Regions from separate parts of the Bombyx mori genome. Here region 2 is linked to region 1. Evidence: chromatin contacts called from public Hi-C data. All regions are on one chromosome and are shown on one strand. Each heading gives the region's core, a stretch centred on a gene start, on an enhancer-like site or on the middle of the called end of the contact. The rest is flanking DNA. Distances are from core to core; before and after follow the strand shown. Region 1 overlaps LOC101740276 (mitogen-activated protein kinase kinase kinase 11). Region 2 holds the start of LOC101740276 (mitogen-activated protein kinase kinase kinase 11).

Region 1 (4,933 bases), core at 1,491-3,990:
TTTCTTTTCATACCTATGCTGATAGCCTTAAGAGGCTATATCAGCTTCGCCCTAACGTGTAGGTGAGCTCACGGGACTCAAACCGGAGTGTTGCTAACACTGGCCCTAGTAAGAGCAGTGCTTTGCAGAATCTACCACCGGATTGGAAACGCGACCCACTGAGAAGATCCGGCGAGAAACTCAGTGGGCTAACGCGGGGAGGAGTTTCGAGTTCTTTGGACACATTGCCAGAAAGAGAGGTGACAATTTAGAGAAGCTGCTGGTAACAGGCAAGGTATGCGGAAGAAGGCCCGGAGGCAGAAGTTCAATACGCTGGCAGGAGTGGCGCAGGATAATCCAGGAGAAAGTTCTCTGGACTTCCACAAATAATTCAAGACCAAAATTAACCAAATCGGTCCAGCAGTTCTCGAGTTATCGAGACTAAGAACAGCAATTCATTTTTATATATATAGATTCTATTATTAATGCGAAATGATAACCTTATTGACCTTCAATGTTATCTATTATTCCTTTTATCTTATACATTTCAGAATATTGCACAACACAAAATATTACACCTAAAAACATTACTGGTGGTAGGACCTCTTGTGAGTCCGCACGGGTAGGTACCACCACCCTGCCTGTTTCTGCCGTGAAGCAATAATGCGTTTCGGTTTGAAGGGTGGGGCAGCCGTTGTAACTATACTTGAGACCTTAGAACTTATATCTCAAGGTGGGTGGCGCATTTACGTCGTAAATGTCTGTGGGCTCCAGTAACCACTTAACACCAGGTGGGCTGTGAGCTCGTCCACTCATCTAGCAATAAAAAAAAAGGAAACATTTACGTATTGCTATATTCACTTTTCTGTTCGATAATTTCGTATTTCTAGGATTGAGTTTTTATTTCTATTGCTTTAAGTGGGTGGACCAGGTCACGTCCCATCTGATGTCAAGTGGTTACCGGAGCCCATAGACATCTACAACATAAATTACAAATTACAGTACAACGGCTGCCCCACCCTTCAAATTGAAACGCATTACTGCTTAAGCACAGAAATAAGCATTTTTAATTTTAAGGTTCGTAGTGACGTTCAACACCATTTTTAGATCCTCACAGCGTATTTCCCATCGTATGAGCACCGACATCGTTTGTAACTGTGGGCGGACTAAACAAACAATTTTACGAGCGACCTATATAGCTGCATAATATGCAACACGAGTACGTCGGGTCCGTTTCAGAGCCCATGTGACTTTGTCGCATTAAGTTTGTATGACTTAAGCATGCATGATGGGCACGTAAGTTTTTTTAATTTATCGCTTAGATGGGTGGACGAGCTCTTAGCCCACCTGGTGTTTAGTGGTTAGCAGAGCCCATAGAAATCTACAACGTAAATGCGTCACCCAACTTGAGATATAAGTTCTAAGGTCTCAGTATAGTTACAACGGCTACCCCACCCTTCAAACCGAAACGCATTGGTTTTAGCAGATATGAATCAGGATTGCGACGTTGAAGTGGTAGTGGGCATGGCACATTGCTCGTAGAACGGATGACGGTTGGGGCTGAAGACTTGCTGAATGGCGACCGCGTACCGGAAGACGTAGCGTGGGTAGGTTTCCCACAAGATGGACCGACCTATCAGGGATCGCGGGGATCCGCTGGATGCAAACAGCGCAGGACCGATCGTTGTGGCGAGGCTTGGGGGAGACCTATGTCCAGCTGTGGACGTCTGTAGGCTGATAGAATAGAATAGAAAATCAATCAGTCCGTTAATTTTCCCGTTACGATTACAAATAACTATTTCAAAATTATAATATGTGAACTAAACGTCATTGGAATGACTGAATATTGCTTATTTCCTGCAAAACATAATGTCGAACGTTGATAAAATGTATGCTACACATGTAAGAACCTAAACATTTTCCGTAAACAACGAATTTATTTATTAATAACAACTACTCGTCCATTGATGCTATTTCTACAGCACATGGAATTTGTAGCTCCATTACAGGATTTTTAATATTATCTCACTTAAATTCTAAAAAGTTACATTTTACCTCTGTTAGCTTATATAATTTTTGCCGTATAGGCAGACGAGCATACGGCCCACCCAAATACACTTACTAGAAAGTTCTATGGAAACGAACCGATATGATAGTGAGCCGTGAGCAATTCACACGTTTATCAAGAACTAAAAAGAACAAAGAAATACGTTTGCATGTTTAGCTGAAACATTGAATAAAAATCCTTCATCAAATTGATCCAGATTATTTAAATCAGGTATTTCGGGTATTTTTTCTTTAAAAGTTTATCGTTGACTTAAAATTATAATTGTATCGTACCAGAAAAAAAAATGGTTATTAAAAGAAGTAAGTATGTATGTTCTTTCCAAAAATAATTACATACTTAGTTATGTACGTGAAAACAAAATTTTAAAAATTGTAATCTCAAAATTTTTAATAATCTTATGGTCCCAATAATTTTATAAGTGGTATAATATATTGGATAAAATTTTATTGATTTTAGGCTGTATGCTCTGCTCTTATTTATAGTGTAACACTAAATGGCGCCACTTTTGTACATCCTTCCTTCTTGCCATCTTGTATGCGGTATGTAAATGAGTGTGAATTAATTATTAAAAATAAAACGTATAGTTCAAAGAATTCTTGTTTATCAACATAATCTCAATATAATAAAAATTTAATTGGTGCAAAACATCGGCTTCACATAGTGTTACTTAAAAAAAAACAGTCAACTTTGGTTGATTGATAACCTTTTGGTTCGTTGATAACCTTTGGGTTAATTTGTTTCTGTGGGATCGACTGGAGAACTTCCTTACCGAACAAAAAAGAATTTACGCAAATCGAGCGATAAGTTTCGGGGAAACCCAATATTATATAGACAAATAATGAAAACAAATATAATATGCGATAACACCACGCGCCCAATTAAAAATGTAATACATTTTACGGCACAGGAAATCCTCGCACTCGGTCGCTGTATTGCTAGAGTAAAAAGCAATACTAATAAAACCATTAGACCATTCTCACATAATAATTCAAAACTACTGTTTAGCATAAAGAGCAGCATACTAGATTTACCAGTCGCGCTACAACATCATTAAACACATAATTGTATGAATAATTTACCAAATTAACGTCGATTCAAATAAATTATATTAAACTGAAAAAAATACTCAACTTACTGGTGGTAGGACCTTTTGTGAGTCCGCGCGGGTGGGCACCACCACCATACCTATTTCTGCCGTGAAGCAGTAATGCGTTTCGGTTTGAAGGGTGGGGCAGCCGTTATAACTATACTGGAGATCTTATATCTCAAGGTGGGTGGCGCATTTACGTTATGGATGTCTATGGGCTCGAGTAACCACTTAACACCAGGTGGGCTGTGAGCTCGTCCACCCATCTAAGCAATAAAAAAAAAGTCTAAATGAAACGGCTTTAAACGGTACTCATCGTTCTTAACGCAACATTGATTTGACATTCGCGCACAATAGGACAACGTTGACATCAATAAGAGCGGACACTCCCGAGAATCAATTTCGCCAAATTGGTTTGAACCGAAAGCGATCATTCTTCGGAGTGCGCACACGACCCGTGAAATGAATTATTCAAGAGACGAACGTCGCCGTCGCCGTCGGGAAGCACAAACCGACAGGATACAGATCCGGTTCCTCTCTAGCTTCCAATACATACTCATTGATTTGTATTCTATACTTAGACGATCTTGTTGCTCCAGTAGGGGAACAAAACGATTTGAGACATGCGATTAAAAACATAAAATACGTTTTTATTTATTTATTTCCAAAGTAGTAGTGGCTTAACGTCTATTATAGCGCTCCTCAGAGCTAGCAGTTTGAGATTTTTTTAATTAATTTTATAAAGATGGTCTCGTTCTCGTGGTGCTGCTAGTGAGATCGCATTAGTCACCTTTGCTATGGTGTGGATTCGATTTAATTTCAATTATATAAATATATTTTTAGTTATCAGCATTTACGAGCACGTACTGAAACGTTTTAAAATTTTGATTACATTCGCTGATCTTATTATCTTAATATTTTTTTCTACCTTAGGTGGTAACCTTAGAGGTCAGCGTAACCCGACGAGTAGATTAGCTCACGAGGCTCTAACCTGAGAACGTTGCTAACACTGACCCTAGCAGGAGCAGTGCTTCACAGAATCTACCACCGGATCGGAAACGCGACCCACTGAGAAGAGCCAGCGAGAAACTCAGTGGGCTTAATTTCATAGTGACGCCTAGTAAGTGCAAGCGAAATTAGAGCGTTTGTTACCCTTATAAGTATATTTTGAAGTAGTCACTCTGTGTTCATAATATTTTATTTTAAGAAGAATATCTTGTTCGTTACGCGTGCACACGGCACAGCTTTCGTCAGTTAATTAAAAATCACACAAGTAATACATTATAATAGAATACGACCATTTTGTCAACCGATCCCTATTTAGATCGCAATAAAAAGAAGACTATATGTAATGTCTTTTATAGGAAGGCGTCCAGACTCCTACATAATTACATGATCTTTAATTATACAGCTCTCGGAGACGAGGAAGCCATGTAAAGAATATTAACAACGCATTATTGAGTAATTACGTATATTACGATAAATAATGACCTAAGTGTGCCCTGTTTTATATCAGCGGCCCCATAGTTACAAAGCCTTAAATAGATGAATAATTTTTCTCACAACAGCGTTATAGCGGACGAAATGAAACAGTAGTTCATTTGAAGAAAGTTAATTATAATATATCCCTAACAATTTTAAAGTGTACCTTAGCAGACATAATTTTTTTTTATTGCATATATGGGTGGTTCTGCTCATAGTACACCAGGTGTTAAGTGGTTATGGGAGCCCATAGACACCTACAACGTAAATGCGCCATCCACCTTGAGATATGAGTACTGAGGTCTCAGTATAGTTAC
Region 2 (4,933 bases), core at 782-3,281, 36 kb after region 1:
TAGTACCACACACAGGTCCAATCAAATGAAGTCAACATTAGACTCCAAAATCAAGTCGCTATCAACGACCTCAGCACTGAGGAACACGATGCAAGGAGGAGGAGGAGTATGTGAGATTATTAAACCATTTACTTTACAAAACTTAAGAAATGTACGACACATAGAAAACCCTGTAGTAGATAAAGTTGTAAACATCACTCTTCAATAACTGGTACACCCATCATTAATCCAGAGCATAAGCATATGGCACATTGTAAACTACAACAAAATATACTATTTTAAAATAACGCAAATTCTATTTTGATAGGCTATCCTTAGCAATATACCAGACATTGTCAATGACACCTAAAACTACCTCTTGTCTGGATTGTATTGGTACAAAAGGATTACCATGGTTAAGGCCAAAGTATAATTTGTGCAACAGCTAAAGATGGTACAGCAAGGCTTTGTCAAGCTCATGACCCACCTAGCATTAAGAGTTACTGAACCAAAGGCCTGACCACATATGAGTCCAAAATCTCTACATTATGATATAATACAGGTATATATCAAAACACAAAATTAAAAGATCAAGTACAATTATGGTACCTACCTGTCCATGAACAAAATATACCAGCAATAATATGTATTTGTCCCACTGTTCCTCTGTTTCATATAAAACTGAATTTAGGATACTATTTTATCCAGAAGTTATAAGGAAGCAAGTAAAAGATTTTTATCCTTTCTTTGTGTGGTGATCAGCTGGTAAGTTGTTTTTGGGCTGCATCTCATACAGTATCTATTAAGTTCCAAAACTCAATAATGTTCATAGAAAATAGTAGAAAATCTTTATTTAGGTCTGAAGAATTACTTCAGTTTGTCTTATCTATGTGATATAATTTATAAATTCATTTTGATTTATGTGCTGTCAGATGCTTGTCATAGAAATTTATACCTAATTACAGTGTAACTAATTAATTTCAAGATTATATGATACACACTTAATTTTTAAAACACTTATGTTATTAACGCTTACCATTAGAGCTCTTGAGGTCGCGATGTATGAGCGATAGAGGTGCCCCAACATGAAGGTATGCCATTCCCTTGGCTACCTGTATCGCCCAATCCACCAGGATGTCTGGTCGAATTTTACGTCCTGACAACACTCTGTTGAGAGGCCCTCCACGGGCATACTCCATTACCAAACACAGATTCGGCTCTTCTAAACACACACCCTTCAAAGACACTATATTTTCGTGTTGTAACACCCAAAATAATCGTGCCTCCTGTAGTACGCTCTCCTTGATCACCTCGATATCTTCGTTCGCGTCTTGTCGAGCCGCCTTCACCGCGACTACTTCGTCGTTCCAATAGCCGCGGTATACTTTCCCGAAGCCACCGACGCCGATCACTTCTTCGAGTTTGAGCTCGGAAAAGGACACCCGGGGTGGTTCCACAGCTAAAGGGTCCTCTTCCGTGACGTACTCGGCCGGGAATATACCAACGCGGTCCCCGATTTTCCCCGTCCACCATCCTTCGTCCCCCGAAATGTTTGCGTCTTTGGAAAGAACTTCAACTATCTCTCCGCGCCGAAGGGAGAGCTCGTCTTCGCCTTGGGCAACGTAGTCGAATACAGCAGTGAAGAGAGCGAGCGGCGGGCGTTCTTCTTCGGCCGCCATGGCCCCGCGGCCGGCCGGCGGCATCACCCCGGCCGCGCCCCCATCGCTCCTCTCTTCCTCTCTCAAGCGCCTCGACACAGCTGCAGCCTCCACTCACCACAGCACATAACGCTACACACCGCAAAACAATTTGGTTAGGATCACCGTATTATTCCGCCATCTTTGTTTCTTCCATCGATCATGGCGGTTTGTAGTGTAAAGTGAATCTTTTTATAACACTCGTTTGATAAAGCACACGCGGCGTGACGTTCGAGATTAAAAAGCGAATATCTTCGCTCCGATAAAGTTAATTATTTTCCATTCATCTATCACGTTATTAAATAGATGGACGAAATGACAACCATACCGTAGCGAAGTCAGTGATAAACTGACATATGGTGTTGCCACTTTTGATGAAGAGACAATGTGAAATTATTCCAAATTCTTGAAAAAATCGAGTTTAAAATTGTATTAGCATTGTACTTTTTTTTTGCAATACAACTTATAATAAAATGATTAAAACATGAAAACTATCCGCATCTTTTTTGAAATTGACCATATCAACTAATACATAAATAACGTGCTTGCTAATACTAAATTAAAGAGATCGAAACAAAGCTAAAACGTTAGTATTTGTTGGTTGCATTGTAGAAAAAAATGACTTATTTTGGTGTCATCTGCTAGATACTTTTTCTTTTTTAGTAAGTATGAAGATTGGCTTCTTGAGACGCCATTGCTGCCAGTTTCAAGTTTATAAAAATCTTCAATTATTAAATACAATATACACATGGAAGATGATACGAGGCGAAATGCGATGAAATTGATTATATATTATGTTTTATGTAACTGAGAAGAAATTAAATGAAACAAGATGAGATAGGAAGAAATAAAGCTTCATTAAAATGGTAATTTATCGACACTATTTCAATGAACTTTTTGGAAGAACCCGAAGAACCCAAGTAGCTACATATATATATATATTTAATAAGCATTAATGTACCGACATTGTTGGGTAAAACATAGCTTAATGCGGTTTTCCAAAAGTTATCCGGTCATTGTTCTCGTCGAACCCGTCGCTTGCGATGAAGGACTCGGCGAGTAAATTAACCCAGAGACACAGCCCACTGAGTTTCTCGCCGGACCTTCTCAGTTGGTCGCGTTTCCGATCCGGTGGTAGATTCTGCGAAGCACGACTCTTGCTAGAGTTCGTGTTAGTAACATTGTCAGGTTTGATTCCCGAGAGATCACCTACTCCCCCGGTGACGCTGAATATGGTCTCTCAAGACCATTAATTAGCTTAGGTAGAAAAAAAAACAAAAGCTAGGTATCCTTTAAGAGCCCTCTATTATCCACTCCTAATTTAAAAAATTATGCTCGCTAGATGTCGCTACTGCAATATTAGTGCATTCGCTTTGGGTGGTGTTAAGCGCCATCTACATTTAAAACAGCATAATCAAATGAAACACATTTTGACAGGTACTTAACTAATTTGTATGCATCGAAATATTTTTTTAAATATTTTTAACAACAATTCAAAAGTTATTTATATGTTTTTTTTAGATATACTTATTTTTGTTACTGTCCTTCACCGGTCCCATGGTGTAATGGTTAGCACTCTGGACTTTGAATCCAGCGATCCGAGTTCAAATCTCGGTGGGACCTTTATTTGTTGCCAATTTAAAAAAGTATAATTTTATTTTTAATTTTTGTACTGAAATTAAAAGTCCCGAAGTGAAAACTAAATTCTGAAACGCTACGTTAGACTACATATATAGTTATTTTTTAAGCTGGAGCGCAGTTTCTCTGTGGGAGTCTGAGCTCTGAAGGGATGCTGGGTAGGGGAGCATTATTGATCGCGTGAAAATGGGATAGTCGTATTCGCGGCGAACACCCAGCCCGCGGATGTAGGGTCGCTCATCCTCTAAAACACGTTTACACGCCGGAAAATCGGACAAATAGTCCAAAAATACGTTTAACATTATTATTTTCGTATAGTAACCAAATTATATCGTTAAAAGTGGTCTATTGAATTGTTGTGAGTTGAAAAACAGTGCGCGATCTGTGAAGTGAACAACATGCAACATGAGATATCAACGTGAAAATCTTAGACAAAATCTACTGTCTTACTTCAAACTAGAAGAATAGAACTCAATAGAGGATTATTATTGAATTGGTTATTTAGTTTTTAATTCTGTTTATAAAAAAAACAAGCGAGAACATAAAATTTTATAATGGCCGAATTAGCCCCTGGTTGATTTTGAAAAAATGTGGAAAATTAACAAAGCCTTTTTTATTTTCAAACGTAAATTTAGTTTGAAATGGCATTGGCGTAAACGTTGGCCGAAGATAAGCGAATTCATAACAAATTTTCATTTCAAGTCATAGTCAAGTTTTTTTAGTGCGATTTTTATGTAAATCAAAAATGAACACGTTCAACGCTCCTACGACACAAATAAGCGGCACAATGGACAAAATGACCACAGTAAAATGTAAATCTGTCGACCTAGAAGGATACGTTATAATCGTTGTACAAACTAAAGACAATAAAGTGAAATTATATGGTAAGTTTAGACATTAATAAGATATATTATGAACATGGAGTTAATAAGTACCTACAACTGGAGTGCTGTCTAATGCCGAGAAATCGGTCTCGAAAGAGAATACTTTTTGGTCGCGGTGTCCTTGTCTAATGTGGTGACCATATAAAATTTATTTATAGGACAAAATTATACACATGCATCAGTTTTGAATTTACCTTATATTAAGTTATATATTATATTATATTATATTATATTATATTATATTACGTTTATATTAAGTCTACTAGTTACATTTTAATAAATAAAACACAATGGGTAATAAAATGAAATGAACTGAAATTAATTTATTTGTTATATGTAGACAATTAAATAACTCTTAAATGACAAGTCAATACACATAACACAATACACATAGTACTTGATCTCTATTTACAAAATATTGGTTATATTATTATTATTAAGTTCAGTTAATTTTCTGTAGTCTTATTAGCCAGATATTGTTTCTTTTTATTTGTGTTTTTTATGTATCTTTAGCTTGTGATGTGTATTGTGAGCCTAATAAAATAAATAAATAATATAACATTTCCCCTATTTTATGTAAATTCTTTTTTTTTCAACGAAATAAATAATTTATTTTAGTCAATATCTAAGTGGACCATGAGTATCATTAAAATTTCGCAATTTAAATTTCAATTCAATTAAAAATCGCCATTTTTCTTTAATAAATCTAAAATCGACTTTATATTTACAATCACT

The links. A called contact is a pair of places that touch in the nucleus more often than the background predicts.
Region 2: a contact with region 1 is called in a Hi-C map of whole pupa, with 2.0 times the contacts expected there. The contact joins the promoter of LOC101740276 here to the enhancer-like site in region 1. A contact is called at or near these places in 3 of 7 Hi-C or Micro-C datasets (posterior silk gland and whole pupa).

The regions. Positions count from the first base shown.
Region 1 is chr18:1,936,786-1,941,718 of ASM3026992v2, forward strand. All of the region lies in intron 1 of LOC101740276 (mitogen-activated protein kinase kinase kinase 11), which reads right to left. Among protein-coding and RNA genes, the nearest start is that of LOC101740276, 36 kb to the right of the region's middle. Within about 2 kb of position 2,741, at least 5 of the 8 cell types and tissues checked have open chromatin away from gene starts, as enhancers often do.
Region 2 is chr18:1,973,370-1,978,302 of ASM3026992v2, forward strand. LOC101740276 (mitogen-activated protein kinase kinase kinase 11) reads right to left here and starts at 2,032. Exons shown (of 11, transcript XM_038017217.2): 1 at 1,016-2,032. The coding sequence starts at 1,682. It overlaps TRNAQ-UUG (transfer RNA glutamine (anticodon UUG)), which reads left to right and starts at 3,228; the gene lies at 3,228-3,299. LOC101742023 (protein PALS1) reads left to right here and starts at 3,512. Exons shown (of 20, transcript XM_038017128.2): 1 at 3,512-4,198. The coding sequence starts at 4,060. LOC134200539 (a long non-coding RNA gene) reads right to left here. Exons shown (of 2, transcript XR_009975502.1): 2 at 4,494-4,933.